2 separate regions of the Sus scrofa genome follow, and region 1 is linked to region 2. A link is a contact called in public HiChIP or PLAC-seq data. All regions are on one chromosome and are shown on one strand. Each heading gives the region's core, a stretch centred on a gene start, on an enhancer-like site or on the middle of the called end of the contact. The rest is flanking DNA. Distances are from core to core; before and after follow the strand shown.

Region 1 (7,017 bases), core at 1,129-3,628, 770 kb after region 2:
AGCTCCCTGACTGAGCTATAAAACAGGGGTGATGATGGCTCAGACACAAGTGCTCAAGAGCCCCAGGTTGCTAGTGGCTCCTGTATTGGCTAGCACAGGTAGAAGACTGTCACACAAAGTTCTGTTGGAGAATGTGGGAAGAGGTACAGGGCAGGCTCTTTTTTTTTTTTTTTTTTTTTTTTTCCCTTGGTTGTGCCCGCAGCCTGCAGAAGTTCCTGGGCCAGGGATTAAATCCTCACCACAGCATTAACAACACCAGATCCTTAACCTATATGCCACCAGGGAACTCCAGCATTAGTTGTTTAGTACTGGTCTCAGCCACCTCAGCCACCTGAAAACAGAGGGCAGCCCAGGTCAGGTCTCCAGTTTTAAGGACTCAGGCTCCGGGCAGAGACATCCGAGGTTCTAGACTCATCCCTCCTCTTCCGTCCTCTCCAACACTACAGGGATTTGGTTTCAAGGTTTGGAGCCTGGCGGGGTGACCTTCTCACGCACCCTGAAGCAGAATACCCAGGCTGGGAGGATGTGTGGGGCCAGGGGCCAGGGACTGGGCAATGCTTGATAAACATGCTGCCATTTAGAATCAGAAAGCCTTGAATTCAAGTCCTGCCTCACCTACTCAGGTTTTTGTGGTCCTGGGTGAGTCAGAGAACCTCTCTGAGCCTTGCTTTCCTCATCACTTCTTTCTACCTACCAAGTTATGCACTGAGTGAAGTAATGAAGGCAGGAGATCTGTAAAATACCCTAAGAATGGGAAACTTCCTTCTTTTCTTTTTCTTTTTCTTTTTTTTAAGGATTGCACTTGCAGCATGTGGAAGTTCTCAGGCGAGGGATCAAAAGGAGCTGAAGCTGCCAGCCTACACCACAGCCACAGCAATGACAGATCCGAGCCACGTCTGCAACCTACATCACAGCTCATGGCCATGCCGGATCCTTAACTCACTGAGGGAGGCCAGGGATCGAATCCACATCCTCATGAATCAGGTTCATTACCACTGAGCCACAATGGGAACTCCAAGAACGGGAAACTTCTAATAGTCGGGGGTTGGCTTTCTTTTTCCTCTGCCTCTTCACGAAGACAGTATTTAGATCGAGGTAGGTAGCTGCTTTTGAATCTATACAAACAGATGTTGCACTGTTTGGAAACATTCTCCAGAAGTCTAGAAATGAAAAGACTCTGTACCCCCAGAGACACCCTGAAAGAGTTCTCTGGTGGAAGAGGGAAGGGGAAGGAGAGAAAGAGGAAGCATTCCATATATCCTAAATATTATGACAGTCACTTTCTTTTTTTTTTTTTTTTTTGTCTTTTTTTTGGTTGTTGTTGCTATTTCTTGGGCCGCTCCCGCGGCATATGGAGGTTCCCAGGCTAGGGGTCCAATCGGAGCTGTAGCCACCGGCCTACGCCAGAGCCACAGCAACGCGGGATCGAGCCGAGTCTGCACCCTACACCACAGCTCACGGCAACGCCGGATCGTTAACCCACTGAGCAAGGGCAGGGATCGAACCCGCAACCTCATGGTTCCTAGTCGGATTCGTTAACCACTGCGCCACGACGGGAACTCCTATGACAGTCACTTTCATACAGAGTGAGGGTGAGGATGATGGTGGCTAACTTTATTGACAGATACAGTTCTGAGTGCCTTATACATATTAACCCCATTTTGCAGAGGAGGAAACTGAAGTACTGAAAAGGCAAAATAAATCAAAGGTCACCCTGCACTGAGGTTCAAGTCCCAGCAGTCTGAGTCCTGGGGCCATGTGTGTGACCATCCCACTGCACTGCTCCCATAGCCCGCAGGCTATTGGATCCTCATGGACCCCATGGGCATCCTTCAGATGGGAAACTGGGGCTCTGAAAGCTGGGTAACTCGCAAGAGGTCACACAAAGAAAGATGGGATGTTTCTTTTGCTCTTCAAAATTACTTCCTTCTTTTTTACTGGTAGAAAGACCATCGAGCATGAGTCCAAATGTAGCTTCCTATTATATCTTTGCTTGAGTCCCCTTTTCCGCGGTGGGTCAGGCAGAAGAAATCTACTAGAAAACCTCTAGAAAAAAGCATCTAGCCCGAGCGTGGCATGTAGCAGAGGGGGCTGGTAGGCCTACTCTCCCAACTTCCTCACCTCTTCTCTTCCTCCGGAAAAGAAATGAGGTCCTTCCGCTTACCAGGATGACAACGCCATTCCCTTTTGTGTCCTGGTTCTGCGTGCTTTTGAACAAGTTCCAGTTTGACTATGATAATCTAAAAATGTGGAACCAGACCTTAACCTTGCAGTCCAGCTCCAGGCTGACCAAGGAGGAAGTGCAATGTCACCTTGTTATTTGACACTACCCTCCTAGTGATACAACCAGAGTTTACATTCTTTCTTTTGGCAGCCACCATACGCTGCTGACTCACGACTCTCTCAGGTCCCAAGTTCCTGTCTATTGCCCTCTCTTCTACTTGGCCTGATGTCTCAAGACTTCTCCCATTGGTGTTATGCTGGGATTCACCAGGGATTCTTGCAGCCAGTAGCTCTCAGACTAGGGGCTAATCTACACCCTCAACTATCAGCCTTCGTCTTTGGATCCTCCAGGGGGATACTCTCTGACTCTGCCAGGGGAACAATGGACAGAGGGATATTTCATATACAGTTAGAGCAGTAAGTGATCGGAAAACATCCCTGGCCAGGAGGGAACACTGCTGTGGTCTTGTGTGGGTTCACTTCCCAGAGTTTGGGAGCCATGATTTATTCATGCATACATGCACATTAAAGTAATGGTGGGGGTAATTCCAAGGGGCGTTGTTGGGAAGACGGTGATAGCTGGGTGGGTGCAGAAGGCTGGAGGGGGGGGGGGGGGCTGATCAACTGGAATCAATGCAGGCCAAAAAAAAAAAAAAAAAAAAAAAAAAAAAAAAAAAAAAAAAAAAAAAAAAAAATGGGTAATCAAGCTGAAATATAGGCCGGATTCAAAGCCACTTAGCACCTTTGTGACTTCAGGCCAAGACCCCACTTTTTTTTTTTTTTTTTTTTTTTGTCTTTTTAGGGCCACACCCACGGCATATGGAGGCTCCCAGGATAGGGGTCGAATTGGAGCTGTAGCCGCTGGCCTATGCCACAGCCACAGCAACACCAAACCTGAGCCGAGTCTGCAACCTGCACCACAGCTCACAGTAACGCGGGATCTTTAACCCCCTGAGCAGGGCCAGGGATGGAACTCACATCCTCATGGATACTAGCCAGATTCGTTTCTGCTGAGCCAAGATGAGAACTCCTAAGACCCAACATTTTAAAGCCTCAGTTTCTCTCTGAAACCTGGAGCAATCGGAGTGCTTACTTCATCATGACGTTGAGAGGATGAAAAAAGAAAGCATCAAAATTTCACTGGCATCAGTATTTCACTGGCACAAAGGGAGGGTTCAGCATTTGTGATGATCTCTGCCTGCCCTTGCTCTCCCATTCAAGCATTTATTCAGTAAGTACTCACCAACAGTCTTGAGAGGGTACAGTGAAAGAAACACAGATACAAGTAAAGGCCTAAGTGCAGGATTGGGCTCTGGTGGATAAAGATGCTTCCAGGGACCAGCCAAATGCTTTACGGGAGATTTGCTCTAGTTCTGGCTTTAGACTGCTGGACACTCCAGCCACTTCAACCCACCCCAATATACACATTATCTTTTCTGCACCATGTGTGAGTTTGAAATTTCTCAGATTACTCTCAAAGTGACCTTGGGCAAATCCCATAACTCATCTCAGCCCCTGGCACATATGTAACAGATATGTGAATATGCACAGCACCCAAGTTTTGTAGTAGAGGTGAGAAGCCAAGCCCGCACTTGGCTGATACCCCAGAACTTTGAGCTGCGTTCCTCCCACCACTCCCTCTGCCTGCCAATCCTCTATTACTATGTGCCAAGCTTGGGCTTGAGGCTAGTTGGTCAACAGACTCATGAGAAGTTAGCCCTGCCCATAGAGAGCTTAAAGTTTGCAGGGGGGATGGAGGGCGCTCAACATGTGCACCTCCAGCCCTAATAGAGAGAGGGCTAAGGACTGTGATGGAATTACGTACAATGCAATGTAGGAATGCCAGGAAGGGCAAATCCCTTCATGGCCCTCAGTTTCTTCATCTGTCAAATGGGTGTAATTCGTTTCCACCTCCCATGAGATGACTTAAGGGAGTTAGTAAATGTGAAAGTATCTGTTGGAAAGTTTAGTTCTGTGCCAGTGTTTCTATTTATTTCCCTATTTCTCCATTAGAAGTCAAGCCTCTGGAGCGCGAGCCTATGTCTTACCCATTCCCCTCTTCCCAGCACATTGACACAGAGCATGGACCAGTCAACAGTGGCTGAATGAACCAACGGAAGAATTTATTATCTGATTTTATTTTCCCAACCTCAGAGAGGTACACCCATCTTATAGGTGGAGAGAAAATACTATACAGGGTTCAACAAGCTGCTTGGCAGCCAATGACTGGAGCCTCTCAGACCTGTTCTGATGACCTTTCTACTAGATTCACAACCCAGGCCACTGGCTTAGGTAGGAAGGTAGGAAGGCACTGCTCTGCTGAACATGACTCACCCTTCTCCTTGGGTCATGGAGCCAATCCCATCAGCCTCTCTGCTGAGTCCTGGGTGGAGGTGAAGCTGGGACTTGAGGAGAAAGCAGAGCTATCCTGCTGGACCGGTGTGCCCAGGGATCCCTCAGGCCACTAAGTACATTGCCTGGGAAATCCCTCATTTGGGGGTGATGATGGGGTGAGTACGCAGATGTCACACTGGGTCCACTCCCCTCTCTTGCAAGAGTGTCTGAAAGGCAACACCTAGCCAGGCGCTGTGCCCAGCTGCCTCTAACTCAGAGGCCTCCCTTCCCCCCCATTTTCAAGGCCAACACCTTGACTCATGCCCTTTTTTTTGGCTGTTCCCACAGCATACAGAAGTTTGGGACCAGGGATCAAACCCAAGCCACAGCAGTGACAATGCCCAATCCATAAACCACTGGGCCACCAGAAAACTCCTGCCAGCCCTGCTTTATTGACCTTCCTCTAAGAAATTAAGTCAATCACACATAATGAATATATTGTGTTTATGTTCAAAAATTTTTTAAAAGCTCCCTAGGAGGTAGGGAATGAAGTCAACATGCCTGGCTTAGCATTCACCTCTCCATCACACCTCAGCCTTCCTTCCCAGTCTCCTTCCTGCCTATGCTCCCCCAGATCCCTCACTTTAGCCCAGTGTATGTGTCATTCTTCCTTAGAGTTGCCTTTTCCCTGTTGTTCTTCTCGACCTGGTAAATACACTTGCTGTCACCTTGAGGGCCCTTCGCTTGTTTCACGCCTCCTTCAAATCTGAGCTTAAAAGCCACCTCCTTTAGAAAGCAGATCCTGATCTCCTCAGCCCCAAAATGATCATATTAATTATGTTTATTGGCCTTTGGGCCAAGTCATAGTGCTTAGTACTTTAATATGCTTTCTTTCATTTGATTCTTCCAACAATCTTACATGGTCATGAACAATAGGATTCCGCTCTTAGAGAAGTGGAAACTGAGACTCAGAAAGAGGAGCTAACCCGCCCACACTCCCAACCTCAAGAGACTGCAAATCTCTACCTGACTCCAAAGGCACTCCACGAGATTACTTCTTATTTAGCACGTTCCTTGTACCTCTTTGGGGCCCTCATCTTCTTGGGTGTTATGTTTTCCTACATAGCTCATCTACTCAATTCTACTGATCTTCGTGAAGACAAGGAACTATTCTTGTACACCTTCAGCTCTCCGTGTTGTGTCTGACTCATATCAGGCAGTGAAACAGAAAGCAAGAGTTAATGAGTGCTTATTGTGTGCAGCCAGCCCTGTGCTAGTTGCCATGCCTTCCCATACACACAGGTACACACACACACACACACTTATTTCAGTATTATTAGTCCCATTTTACAGTGGAAGAAACAGAGTCACAGAGAGGTTAAATAACTTTTCATCACATAAAATACAAAGTTTATTTTTGAGGAGTTCCCACTGTGGCTCAGTAGTATCGAATCTGACTAGTATCTGTAAGGAGACGGGTTCAATCCCTGGCCTCACTCAGTGGGTTAAGGATCCAGCATTACCATGAGCTGTGGTGTAGGCTGGGAGGTACAGCTGATTCGACCCCTAGCCTGGGAACTTCCATATGACATAGGTGCAACCCTAAAAAGACAAAAAAGCTGTTTGAAATAATTGTAATCCTTTGCATATATTTCTTTTTCAAAAATAAAATTCTTCGATTTGAAATATAGACTCATACAAATTTTTGAAGCTTACACATCCTAAGAGGAATTCAACTTGGGCCTTTCTGACTCCAAGGATCATTCCACTATAGCCATCTCATTTTTGACATATTTGGAGGAAATTTTTGATACGTGGTGTTAGGATTAAGGTCAGCTGTATGTGACAGAAATCTCATGGTCCCCGTGAGGTTTAATTCTTTCACACATAAAAGAAGCCCAGAGGGAGGTGATGCCCACCACGGTGGCAAAAGGCCATCCTCTACCTGGGGTTTCCACCTTCTGGCCCAGGCTGGCTGCACCCCCAACAAGACAGAGAAAGAGCAGGAGGGAGGCCATGTCTCCCGCAGTTAAGGCCACTTCCCAGAAGTCTCACGTGCCTCTTCTGCTTACACCCCATCCCGTGGACCAGAACTTAGTTACTCAGCAACATGCAGCCATAACGAAGGCCAGGCAAGGCGACTTCATTTCCAGCAGCCATGAACCCAGCGCAACACCAGAAGCTCTACTGCTAAGGAGGAAGGGGAGAGCAGCTCTGTGGGGACAACCAGCTGTCCCCTGACACAGGTATGAGTGGTTGGCTTTTAGAATGTATTTGCCCCGCTCTCTAAAACTGATTCATGATTGGTAACATGTCATCCTTCTGACATACTCTGGAGCCCTCTGTGGAGAAGATTAATACACACTGAGGAAAGAGAAAGGTACCTGTTCTTCAAAGACCCCCATTTCCAAACCAAATGATCAGTGATCATTCTCTGATGGTCTAGTTGTCTGTTCTTGG
Region 2 (7,428 bases), core at 4,529-7,028:
AATGACACAGATGCATTAAGTATCTCTTACGTGTCATACACTGTACTAGGCAATTCATATATATTACATGCAGGGTACCCATGAAAAGCCCAAGATCTGGAGTCAGGTTATCGGGTTCCAATCCCAGTTCTTTCTGTTACCAGCTGTATGACCTCAGTTAAGCTATGGTTTATTTTCTTCATCTTTAAATTGAGATCAGTTAAAGCAGGGGGTTGGCAAGTTTTTTTTTTTTTTTTTCCTGTAAAAAGCCAGATAGTAAATATTTTAGGTTTTGTTGGACACACAGCTTCTGTTCCAACAACTCAGCCCTGGAGCTATAGCATGAAAGTAGCCACAGAGTCTATAGGAACAGATGGGCATAACTGTGTTCCAGTAAAACATTATTTGCAAAAATGGGCAGGGGGTAAGAATTGGGCCATGGGGAGCAGTTTGCCAACCTCTAATATAGACTTATATTACCTTATAGGGTCCATAGAGGGTTGAAGAGTTAATCCAGTTCATGCTCTTAGAACAGTGCCTTACACACCATAATTGCTTAACAAATACTAGCAGTTGTTACGACAATGAACCCATGCTAGAGGTGTTAGGGTACCCTTTTTCAGGGAAGAAAACTAAATCTCAGAATTTAATCTAATCGTGGAAGAGTCAGACTCAGAGCACAGGCTGGTTGATCTCTAAAGTCTGTAACATTTCCACTGTAATTTTGTCAACTTCCAAGATCTTATCAGAACCAAGACCTTATTTCGCATACTTAGAGAACCTATAACTTGGATCCTATATCTCCAAGTTTCTGGGACTTGACTCAAACATTGGTGACAAACACAACAGTGAGATCAGGCGTGGGATCCAAACGAGCATTGATGGAAAGCCCTGGTCTTTATTTCCCTGATCCAAGTCAGTGGGGAACAGGTGTGGGATCCATGTGGACTGCCCCCTCCCTCTGCTGCTCACACAGTCTCAGCCTTCGCTGGCCTTGGCGTCGGTTTCCTATGACACCGGCGGATCAATGGCCTTTGGGGAGCCCTAATTAAGTGCACAAATAGGGCAGCCTTTCCAAATCTCACATTAGTTCTGCATTGGAATGCCAGAACTTTTCTACCATGGAAAAATGCTTCATGCCCTGACTCTTAACAAACCCAGTAAGTTCAAATACATTGCGGGGTGGGGGGGAGGCAGGGAGGGGAGGGGATGGTGGCGTATAAGAATCCCAAGCTGTTATGTGAGAAGGCAAGGAAAGAAAGGGCTTTTTCTTGAAAGGGGGAAACAGAGGGCATCCAGAAATGTCACCAAAAGGCCCTGCAAACTCTCCAGCTTGCCTCCAGTCGTTCTTTGTCTGAGGAACTTGAACGTGATTTATGTTGCTCTTTCCTCGGGTCAGTGACCGGCTTCTTAAACCTGAGGCTCTGAAGCAGGTACCAGCAAAGATTTCTTTCCATATGGATAAAAAAGAAATCCACATGGAGAAAAAGAAAAACCAATACCCATTAAATGGCACGGACTTTGTACCTTTCAAAACCGTACACCTCTGTGATGTGTTATTTTTCTCTTCGTCCTTCTTTTTCTCCTCCAAAGCCCAATCTACCAATGTGTAGTCTAGAGAAGGCCTCTCTGGTCTTCTAATGGAAAAGATGCCATAATTGTTGGTTTTGTACACATGGGTGAAACAGCAATCAGCTCTCTGCTTTATGTGGGATTCCACATCTTCTGGAGTAAAACCATTTAGGCTACAAACCCCCAAAGGCATTGCTTGCTGTCTCTTCCAGAGTTCAGTGGACCACTGTGTTGCTGTATTTTCCCTCATCAAAAGTGAAATTGTGGCTTAGCCTTCAACTTGATGCTCTTATTAGACAACACAACATGGGGAGCCACTGGGCTGGGATTCACAGATTCACCACCGCAAGGGGAACTTTGAGGTTCTAGGTTGTTACCCAGCCCAGGCCTCTGGCACAATACATGTCACCAGAGGTTCAACAGGCCAGCATGGGTTCCTGCCCAGGGAAATGGCAGCCTCTGTGGGGCTTGCTGTCTCAAGAGAGATGAAGGGGCCTTTAACAGGGGTGGCCATAGTTTATTACCCAATAAACTCTCCTTTGAGTCCTGGACACTTTTTTTAACCATTTTTTTTGGGGGGGGGTATACCTCACCTGTGGCATGTAGAGGTCCCAGCCCAGGGACTGAACCTGTATCACAGCAGCAGCCAGAGCTGCTGCAGTAAGGATGTTTGGTCCTTGGAGTTCCCATCATGGCACAGTGGTTAACAAATCTGACTAGGAACCATGAGGTTGTGGGTTCAATCCCTGGCCTTACTCAGTGGGTTAAGGATCCGGTGTTGCTGTGAGCTGTGGTGTGGGTGAAGACACGGCTTGGATCCTGCGTTGCTATTTAACTAAGACACGGCTTGGATCCTGCATTGCTATGGCCCTGGCGGAGGCTGGCGGCAGCAGCTCTGATTAGACCCCTAGCCTGGGAACCTCCATATGCCATGGGAGCGGCCCTAGAAAAGACAGAAAAACAAACAAAACAAACACAAACAAAAGAACGTTGGGTCCTTAATCCGCTGAGCCACAGAGGAACTCTGAGTTCTGGTTGCTTTTAATGATAAATTATAATAATTACATCAGGACATAAGACTGGGCTAGGTCTGTCCAGGGTGTGTTGTCATCCATGGTGGATGGAGCTGTTACTTCTATGGAGCTGTTGCTGCTGCGAGTCTTAGAGAAATCATCTCTCTGGGGCCGTAGGTAACTGAGAAGTTTCAGACTTTGAATTATGATTTTGATGCCCTTATTCTGTGTTGCCTCTTATCACAGACTCCACCAGACTGTGGACTTCACAAAAGCAAAGCTATACTTAGAAAATACTAAAATATGCAATGACTGCTAACCGTAGGCCTCTCTGATGCCAGCAGCTGGGGAAGAGGCTGCATTGACACAATCAGGAAGGCTATCTTCTTGGAAGCCCAGCTCAGGAGTTCCCAACTCTGGATCACCACAGTATCCAACCTCTGGAGACCTACAAAGAATTGTCAGCTTCTTGTTTTGCCATATGAAGACCTTAAAACAACCCCTCACACTACTCACCATTTACTCTGAACATTCTGTCATAACACAAAAGAAGTTTTAGCATTAAAAGGTTAAAAAAAAAAAGAGGTTACCATGATCTCAGAATATAGGGAAATCACTTAAACTGATTATATCTAGCTGTGTTAAAATGTCCATATACTGCCCTGTTTTTTAATTTCTCTTGAACTGGTGAAACTTTGTTAAGGACCTGCAGTGAGGATATGTCACCTGCAGAGTCCCCCGGGGCTCCACACCAGGAAGGGCTCAAGCTTGGGGTCTGGTGATCTGAAATCCCTGTTTTGAAAGTCTTCACTTTATCTCTGAATGTATGCTTTGTGGATGCAGGCTGATGGGACAAGGGAACATGTGCTGGTGGCCCTGAGGCTGCCTTTCCCTTTCCAGGACCAGTTCTTGGCTAACTGCTCCCTGCCTTCTGGCACTTTACTCACAACCCCACTGCTGACCTTGCAGTCCTGGAGGGGCAACAGGGTTACATGGGCGGGGGTGGGGGTGGGAAGAGTAGCCGAATGCACAGGCCAGGTCATGAGACAGGTATCTCAGGGTGGAGCAAGCAGTGGCTCTCCCCACTACTCCCCATTGCTATGGAGAGCTGGGTGGGTAAATGGGAAGCTGGAAACCCTTGGGGGTCCCCTGTCAGCCATGAGTGATTTCCCTGCCCCCGGCCAGGGGCCCACATTTTCATCTTGTACCGTATCCCACCAATTACGTAGCTGGTTTTGCCTGCCATAGCCCTCTGATGAAGTTAAGAACTACCAGACTAGCTGAGGGACCCTTGCCGTGAAATATCTCCTCCACTCCTCTCCTTGTATGTAGATTCTCTGAGTAACGGCCTTGGTTCCCAGACTTCCCAATGGAAGTCAAATGTCCCCAGAGGTTAACACTGGTCTGTTGGAACCATTTCATGCTTGGCCTGGACTCGTGGTTAATTGTCAATCTCATCATCCTCCATGGGAGGGTGGCTCTTCAAGTGTAGAAAGCACTCTTCCACTGTGTGTGTGTGTGTGTGTGTGTGTGTGTGTGTGTGTGTGTACACACTAATCTTACCTTCTCTGGCCTGCTGAACTTGAAAGAGCTTATACTTTGGATTTTCACACAAATCCAGGTTCAGATTCCAACTCTCTTACTTTCTGGCCACGTGGCTTTGACTCAGTGATTTGCCTTCCTAAACTAGTTCCTCATTTGTACATGGAGATGACAGTATCTACCTATCTCACATAGCCTACGTTTAAAAAGTAAAGGTGGTTATAGAATTCAGTTTGTGATCAAGTGAGCAGTTCGCATTTGTCCCTTTCCCCTTCCTCGTCTGCCCCCTGGAGATGAGGACTGATGCTCGGGGAGGCCGTGTCTCACCTGGGAAACCGCCCAACAGGGGCTGAGCCAGGTATCTTCCTGGCTCAGGGGCCTGTCCACTGTTCAAGAGGCAGCACTGCCAAGCAGGAAAAAGTCCTGGGCAGGTGAGCGGCAGTAACTCTAGAAACCCCAGAAGCTGCTTCTCAAGGAGCTAGATTTGGGCCCACAGGACTAGTTAGTTTTGACAGGTGGGCCCACAGGACTAGTTAGTTTTGACAGGTGAGAGGAAATCCTGCAATGGGGGGACAGACCTACAGCGGAAGGTAGAGAGCATCCAGGACAAACATGACCTTCTGCCCATCTTTCCCACATCCGAGCCGTGCCCTTTGGAGAGGCTGACAGAAAGTTTGTAACCGTGATGGAAAGGTTCAGGAGGACAGCATTAGATGTGTTTTAGACTAAGAATTAGGAGGCCTAGATTCTTTTTATTTTCTTTTTTCCCTTTTTTTTAACAGCTGCATTTGGAAGTTCCCAGGCTAGGTGTCCAATTGGAGCTGCAGCTGCCAGCCTATGCCACAGCCACAGCCATGCGGGATCCAAGCCTCATCTGAGACCTAAGCCACAGCTCATGGCAATGACAGATCCTTAACCCACTAGGCCAGGCCAGGGATCGAACCCATATCCTCATGGGTCCTCAGCTGGGTTTTTAACCCACTGAGCCACAATGGGAACTCCAAGAAGCCCAGATCTAGTCTCAGATTTTCTCTCTATAACCTTGGGACTGGCACCTCCCACTTTGGAAGCAAAAGTCTCCATTTTTTAAATGCATTAGATGACTTGTTAAAGTCTATTCCAGCTTTGATACCTCATTTTTAATTAGAATAAGGATGACTATAAAAAATATATATTCTATAAGAAGGTGAGGCATGCCCATTCAACTAGGATGGGTCCCTTCAAAGCAGTGGCTTTAGGAAGGCCTGGCCCTGGTCCAGGGATGTGGGTTTCTTGGGCAGGCCATCTGTTGAGACACCACAATGGCTGGTCAGCTGATGATTCTTGCATCTCTATTCACACCCAAGACACCTCATTCAGATGGGCTGTGACTGACTTTGGGAACAGTAACAGATTCAGCCATTTTCACGCGAACTGTTTTCAACAGTCATCTCCAAACAGAAGAAGCACAGTGGGCTGTGGTGACAAGAATTCCGGGGAGTACTATTTATGGCTGTGTTTTGGTTTACCCTTGGCCTAGTACACAGGGTACAGTTGAAAATGGCCTCAGTTGAAAACACTCTCTTGTCTTTCAGGGCAAAATTTCCAAACTTTTACATGCAGCCTGTAAGCTCCAGGCCTCCTGCCCCCGCCTCCACCTCCTCTGGTCTCTCAGGGAAACAGGGTCACCCCCTCCAACCCTGCTCACGCCTGGCCTCTGAGTCATTCCCAACAGAGGCAGGACATATGTTAATAGCATGTCATTAGGGATTTGGAGTTGGACAGTCCTGGGCTCAAATCCCAGTTCTTCCACTTGTTTGTTGTGCGATCTTAGGCAAATCGCTTAACCTCTCTGACTCTCAGTTTCACTAGGCGAAAATTAAAAATAACAGGACCTACGCAACAGGACTATTTTAAGAATTAAAAAGAGACATATCATTGTAGATAGATCCTGACAGACATCCTTAATAGTGTTTTTCTCTCTGTTCTAATCATTTTGGTTGATTAATAAAAACCGGGCTTGTCAACTAATCTATGGCAAAGGAGGCAAGAACAAACAATGGAGAGAAGACAGTCTCTTCAAGAAGTGGTTCTGGGAAAACTGGACAGCTACATGTAAAAGAATGGAATTAGAACGCTGTCTAACACCACACACAAAAATAAACTCAAAATTGATTAAAGATCTAAATGTTAGACCAGATACTATGAAACTCTTATTAGAGGAAAACAGAGGTAGAACACTTTTTGACATAAATCAATCACAGCAATATTTTTTCAGCTCCACCTCCTAGAGGAATTAAAATAAAAACAAAAATGAATAAATGGGACATAATTAAACTTAAAAGTTTTTGCACAGCAGAGGAAACTATAAATAAAACATAAAGACAACCCACAAAATGGGAGAAAATATCTGCAAACAATGCAACCAACAAGGAAATAATCTCCAAAATATACTACAACTCATGCAGCTCAATATTAAAAAGCTGGAGTTCCCAACATGGTGTAGCAGAAAAGAATCCGACTAGGAACCATGAGGTTGCAGGTTCGATCCCTGGCCTAGCTCAGTGGGTTAAGGGTCTGGCATTGCCGTGAGCTGTGGTGTAGGTTGCAGATGTGGCTCAGATTCTGAGTTGCTGTGGCTGTGGCATAGGCCAGCAGCTATAGCTCCGATTAGATCCCTAGACTGGGAAACTCCACATGCTGTGGGTGCGGCCCTAAAAAGACCAAAAAAAAAAAAAAAAAAATATATATATATATATATATATATATATATACACACACACACACACATATATTAGAAAGCCAACAACACAATCGAAAATAGGCAGAAGATCTAAAAATACATTTCTCCACAGAAGACCTACAGGTGGCAAAATAAATGAAAAGATGTTCCACATCACTAATTACTAGAGAAATGCAAATAAAAACTACAATAAAGTATCAGCTCACACTGGTTAGACTGGCCATCATCAAAATGTCTACAAACAATAAATACTGGAGAGAGTACAGAGTTAAATGGAACCCTCCTACACTACTGGTGCAAACATAAATTGCTATAACCACTATGGAAAACAGTATGGAGGTTCCTTTAAAAAACTAAAAATAGAAATGCCACATGATTCAATAACCCTATTCCTGGGCACATAGCTGGAGAAAACCACAATTTGAAAAGTTACATGCACCCCAATGTTCATAGCAGCACTGTTTACAATAGCCAAGACATGGAAGCAACCTAAATGTCCATTGACAGAGAAAGGGAAGAAGAAGATGTGGTACATATATACAGTGGAATATTACTCACCCATAAAGAAAGAATGAAATAAAGCCATTTACAGCAACATGG

The links. HiChIP or PLAC-seq counts read pairs in DNA pulled down with a chosen protein or histone mark.
Region 1: a contact with region 2 is called in an H3K27ac HiChIP or PLAC-seq map of alveolar macrophages. The contact joins two enhancer-like sites. A contact is called at or near these places in 1 of 47 Hi-C or Micro-C datasets (embryonic fibroblasts) and 1 of 2 datasets of contacts at active chromatin or transcription factors (alveolar macrophages).

What each region holds. Positions count from the first base shown.
Region 1 is chr6:153,580,588-153,587,604 of Sscrofa11.1, forward strand. No RefSeq gene overlaps it. Among named protein-coding and RNA genes, the nearest start is that of JUN, 100 kb to the right of the region's middle. Within about 2 kb of position 2,379, at least 16 of the 83 cell types and tissues checked have an H3K27ac peak or open chromatin away from gene starts, as enhancers often do. A contact at or near this core is called in alveolar macrophages, where this site is marked.
Region 2 is chr6:152,805,948-152,813,375 of Sscrofa11.1, forward strand. All of the region lies in intron 14 of FGGY (FGGY carbohydrate kinase domain-containing protein), which reads right to left. Among named protein-coding and RNA genes, the nearest start is that of HOOK1, 100 kb to the left of the region's middle. Within about 2 kb of position 5,779, at least 9 of the 83 cell types and tissues checked have an H3K27ac peak or open chromatin away from gene starts, as enhancers often do. A contact at or near this core is called in alveolar macrophages, where this site is marked.